2 separate regions of the Mus musculus genome follow, and region 2 is linked to region 1. Evidence: chromatin contacts called from public Hi-C data. All regions are on one chromosome and are shown on one strand. Each heading gives the region's core, a stretch centred on a gene start, on an enhancer-like site or on the middle of the called end of the contact. The rest is flanking DNA. Distances are from core to core; before and after follow the strand shown. Region 1 has its middle 11 kb from the start of Gm36620. Region 2 overlaps Gm20755 (predicted gene, 20755).

Region 1 (2,700 bases), core at 162-2,661:
ATAGAATTCTTTTTTTAAAAAAAGTATTTTTATTTGTGTGTGTGTGTCTGTGCGCGCGCGTGTGTGTATGTGTAGAAAATGGGGACTGTTAGGCTGTGTCAGGCAGCCGCTGAGGCTCCTGGGACAGGCAGGCACTGACATTAGGTATGGAATATGATAAGACATATTTTCAAATTTTCATTCATTTATATTCATTTATTTTTCCATACATTATATCTTATCCTTTATCTCATGTATTTACTTTCTCTGAGTCATATCTTATTTCAAAAACAAACAGAATAATATTTTTTAATCAGAACTTTGAGTATAATTCCCATCATTGGCTTACAGCTGTGCCAGAAGTAGAGAAATTGAATGAAGTGAGCCAGGGCGACGACTTGGTGGTTAATAGTACTTATTTCTCTACATATGCAGGTGCAGGTGTGTGTATGAACGATAGTGTGTGCACATGTGTGGGGAGCCCATGGCACAACTGTGGGTATCATTTCCTGGGAGTCAACCACCTTGATTTTTTTTTTGAGTCTATGTCTCTCATTGGACTAGAGCTCGCCAAGTAGGCTACACTAGATGGCCAGAGAGATCAGAGATCAGCCTGATTCTGCCCCCTCAGCCCTGGGATTACGAGTGTGTGTCACCCTGCCCAAGCTTTGCATGTGGACCTCGGGGATGAAAGTGAGGCCAAGCATTTTCCAGGTTAAGCAAACTCTCGGGCCCCTGTAGTGCTTTTTATAGTCAGGGTGGTACGTTTTCTAAAAAATAAAATTATGTTTGTACCAAATTTCCACATAGTTTGCCTCTATAAAACTCTGCACCATCTCATAGGCTCATTCAAAATCAGAATGCTGCTTTAGGAGTGGGAATGTGTTAACAGGGGTTTGGGGTCATCTCTCATATTCAGTATGTCCCTTCTCCTTCCACCCACTGAGCAGCCATGGAACAGGCTTTCTTCCCTACCCTAATGAATGTTCTTACAACTTCAGCCAGGTCCTGCTAGATGCTGGCGTGCAGAAGCGAAGGTGATTCACTCACGATCCGGCACAATCCTCTCTTCTCAAACTTTTCTTTCTCCCTCTCTCAGAATTATTTGCACACATAAACATACATAAGACTTTGTTCTCCTGGAACCTAATTGTGATTCCCACCATCAAAGACTCCCTAATACCTCCCAGAGATGCAACTGAAGAAGACATCCACCCAGATGCAGGGAAAGGGAGAGAGCCAGATATCCTGTTCTGGTTCAACCGAAGAGGTAACATGCACAGAACGTGAGCCCTGGAATGCTAAGGCTCGCGTCTGTTAAGGATCAGCAACTCCTTCATCTTTGCCAGCGAGCCTGGCTGAGTGCCTGGCTTAGGATCGAAAGCTTAGCAGCAGAGCTCATTCTCCTGGCCCGGCCGTGGACTCTTACTCACCAGGCAAAGCCTCACACGATAACAGACTCTCTCTTCCTGAGGGCCTTGAAGGAGTATCACTCTCATCAGTTTCCCTCCTTGGGGTTATATCCTCCTTTCTAGGCAAGAGAAGTTTACACTTTTAAAAGTGCATTTTTCTTAATATTGACCCTCCCTCGTGGAGTTTTATTTAACATTACCATGTCTTATGGATTTAATTTCCACTCATACAAAAACCAGGCCTGGCTCATTGGAAAGGAGACTAGCAAAAGTGTGTCTCCTTGCAGCAGGCTCACCCAGGCTGGTGGGGAGTAGGGATTAGCCCTCCACATCCTCTGATTCCCCCAGGGCCCTGGCACTGATGAGGCCTGTGCCAGTGAACACCAAGGCTTTCTAAAGCACACGTGGTTCCACTCTGCTTCATAGAGTTTAGTTAGTTGTCCGTGGGTTTTCCTTACCCCTCTGATACAATGAAGCCTGAAGACACTGAACCACTTTCAAGTCTCCTTAGCCCAAGACCACTGTGTGTAGCACACAGGGATCACATGACCACAAAGAGCAGCAGTCAGTGGAGAGACAGCCAGGAACAGAAAAGGACAGACTCAGAGTAAACAGTGCCTCAGCGCATGCGATGTATCAAAGGCATGCCTGCCATGCAGACACACATATAGCCTGTGAGAAGACCCCATGGGTTCCCCGAGTTAGCTAGGTCAAAGTACAAATTGTCACCTATAGGAGACTCATTTTGAAGAAGTCAACTGGTGATTCTATGCCCCCTCACCCCCACCCCTCCACCCCCTGCACCACTTGAGACACACAGTCCTCTTCTGGGTTCCTGTTTCTTACAGGCTCCTGTGTGCAGTTCCTGGCAGATTGCTTTCCACTGGAGCTGACAGCTAACAAACTATATGCGAGGGTGGTAGAGAAGAAAAGACGCTGGGATGCTTTGTCCTGATTGTCAACTTGATGGGACTTAGAGTCAACCCAGAGATGATCCTCTGAGCATCTCCATAGGGATTTTCTGAATCAGGTTAACCGATGTGAAAAAAGCCACCAAAATATGGATGACACTATTCCACGGTGTGACTAGAGTCTCTTGCTCCTGCCACCACAGTGACCTCTCCAACTATGAGTCGGATAGGATAGCCCATCCTTCCTTAAATTGCCTCCATCGGGCCTCTTGTTGCAAGAACACAGAAAGAACTCTAATGAGCACATTTCCTTAGGTCTTTGTTGCTTCATATCTTCCTAATGTCTCCTCATGACTAAACAAAGAAAGGTTGTTATTTAAATGATCAAGAAACTGTGG
Region 2 (2,700 bases), core at 119-2,618, 220 kb before region 1:
CACAGCTGGCCAACCGGAAGAAGACAATTGAGGAATAATGTTGTTATGTCTTAATAAAGATTACTGGTGTCTGAGGCAAGACCAATGTGCGGTGAACTTCTGGCTTTGCAGGCTCTGTGGAGAGGATGCAGGGGTGTGTCGCTTCGTTTGTTTGCTTGTTTTTGCTTCATGCTGTGCTGACTCTTGGCTTCTCCTTAGCTGAGTTTCCCAGTCTCCCTGAGCTTCCCATCCCCTCCCCCCTCGGAATGCATTAACTCCTAGGATGCAGATGCTAACTTTGTTAGGCATCTTCGATCAGCGCTTGACTTTTACATTAGAGTTTGAATTCTACCTCATCAGAGCTTGGCTATGACTTGAGACAATAGGTTATCCATACTCCAGCAGAAAGACTTGACAAGGAACACACAAGCACACACACACACACACACACACACACACACACACACACAAACATACAATAGATGGCGTGTGTGGCAGCTCAAGCTCTTTATCCAGTGCATTAAGATGACTTAGGAAGTTGGGGGTGGGGGGAATTCCATCCCTCATATAGACATGCAATAATAGTCTAATAATCTAATCTAACAAGTTTGACCCCCAGTAGGAAATAGTCAAAAAAGGACTTTCATGGAAACTGTGAAAAGATAAAGAAACAGTATGGTGGCCAGGAGAGTACACTTAGGAGTCAGTCCCTACTCAGCCACTCATCAGACATGTGACCTTGGGCAAATTCTGTGATGTTACCCTGCCTAGAAGTTCGCTTTAAGAAGGGGGATGCTACTGACAGAAACTGCCAGGCATCGGTCTCATAAGGATTAAAGGGATTATTAGCTCATCAGCAGTCCTTAGAATGGTGCCTAGTATTCAATAACCCGGAGAGAGGCTAGAGAGATGGCTCAGTGGTTAAGAATCCTTCCGGATCTCGAAGGGGACCTGATTTCAGTTGCCATGACTCATGTCAAGCATCTCACAGCCACCTGTAATTCCAGCTTCAGGGAAACTGACATGAGCTTCTGGGCTCCACTGGGCACCTACACTCATGGGCATGTACCTCCCAACCCCCTCCACATGTGTGATTTGAAATAAAACAAAATAAAATAAACAGCTGGATATTAATGCTGTTGAGTGGTCACTAAATACAGCCTGCAAAATCCCCGGCTCCAAATTCTTGCGTTAGATCCTTGACTTGAGGCTATTAACATTTAACCAGAGGATCGTAAATAAACTGAACTATGGTTAAACCCATCCTGTTAATGTGTCTGTTCCTGAGAAAATACAAACGCACATAAAAATGGAATGTCTTGGACCGTGTCTGGGAGGGAGGGATGAGCAATGAAAAGACGAGATGATTTGCTAAGGCTGCCGAGGCCGGACACAAACGTTTCTGGGCTCATCCTTGGTCCATGCCAGCACAGCTCTTAAAGCACAGGACTGAAATGACCTGCCTCCCACAGAGGAAGTGATTTTAGGGTCCAGGTTTCTGAGCATACTTTGGCATTCACGTCCTGGCTCCTGTTCTGATTCTTCTTCCTTCGTAATTACATGCCCGCTGTCAGCGCACCCAGCAATGATCCTTAATTACCTCCTCTTAATTACATACCTGCCGCCAAGGTGTGCCAGTTCCCCTTTGCCGTCCTCAGTCAGTTGGTCGATATTAGCCAGAAAGACGCACAGCAGCCCCAGGAAGGCTCCCTAGGAGCCTGTGGGTAGGAGGACAAGCTGGGGGATGTGTGTGTTTAATTGTCTTTCTTTTCTGGTTTTACTTTAAATGCTAGAACTTTCTCAGCCATGTTACAATGTGGTTTTGTTTTTGTTTTATGACTCGTCTGACTTTTTAAAAGATAACACAGGCAAAAGCCTCAGGGTACTTTCTAGATGTCCGATGCGTATTTGTTTATAGCATTCCAAAATATCATACATAGAGTTAGGTATTTCCACTGACTTTCTAACATCTTCCTCTTTTTATTGGCTGGAGATCAACTATAAAAGTCAGCACACACCAAAATACAGAGCTTCCTTTTAAATACAGAGAGAGAGAGAGAGAGAGGGAGAGAGAGAGAGAGAGAGAGAGAGAGAGAGAGAGAGAGAGAGAGAGAGAGAGAGAGAGAGAGAACTACAATTGTGACGTGCATTGTAATCTAAATGAAATTCCACCCCAGCAGCTGTTCTCCCAGAACAGACTTGTCCCTGATGACGCCCAGGTCTCAGGCCCAGAGCTGAACAGGAAGCTGGCTTAAGAATGGATGCACCTTTGAAAGTGGCAACCTGCCAATTGGAAGACAAACGTCCCCTTTCAACTGACCTCCGGTTGTGACAGTGTGCATACTTGGGGTACATTGACTATTCAGGGTATTGGAGAGGGTGGTTTCTGCCATCTGCTGAATTCTGCCTCTAGATAGGGAAGGAAAAAAGTATAAGAAATTAAATCACTGTAGGAAATATTAAAAAGTCGGGCTTTTTAAAACACATCGTTATGAAAACAAAACCTCCCTGAGACCCTGCTCTCTGGGTTGTGTGCATGTTTTTAGCTGTGTTTTCCTTTCAGTAACTTTCATTGCCTCTTGTGTTTCCATTACCAGTGGGCTTCCTAACATCTGTTTTCCATTTTTATTTCATTTCCACTTGTGACCTTTGGCCTAATCTTTGTGTTTGGAAAAACACAGGAATTAAAGTTGACATTATCTCCTCTGCTCTCTCCAAGCT

The links. A called contact is a pair of places that touch in the nucleus more often than the background predicts.
Region 2: a Hi-C map of uterus shows a contact between it and region 1, with 4 times the contacts expected there. The contact joins two enhancer-like sites. A contact is called at or near these places in 10 of 39 promoter capture datasets (the 3T3-L1 cell line, the C10 cell line, the HPC-7 cell line and 7 more), 1 of 15 datasets of contacts at CTCF or cohesin (the NIH/3T3 cell line), 3 of 484 Hi-C or Micro-C datasets (nephron progenitors and uterus), 2 of 115 datasets of contacts at active chromatin or transcription factors (kidney and large pre-B cells) and 3 of 9 other capture datasets (adipose tissue, liver and pancreatic islet).

The regions. Positions count from the first base shown.
Region 1 is chr3:37,711,357-37,714,056 of GRCm38.p6, reverse strand. No RefSeq gene overlaps it. Among named protein-coding and RNA genes, the nearest start is that of Gm36620, 11 kb to the left of the region's middle. Within about 2 kb of position 1,411, at least 51 of the 459 cell types and tissues checked have an H3K27ac peak or open chromatin away from gene starts, as enhancers often do. A contact at or near this core is called in uterus, where this site is marked.
Region 2 is chr3:37,935,044-37,937,743 of GRCm38.p6, reverse strand. Gm20755 (predicted gene, 20755) reads right to left here. Exons shown (of 4, transcript NR_040559.1): 2 at 2,300-2,388. Among named protein-coding and RNA genes, the nearest start is that of Gm20755, 38 kb to the right of the region's middle. Within about 2 kb of position 1,368, at least 54 of the 459 cell types and tissues checked have an H3K27ac peak or open chromatin away from gene starts, as enhancers often do. A contact at or near this core is called in uterus, where this site is marked.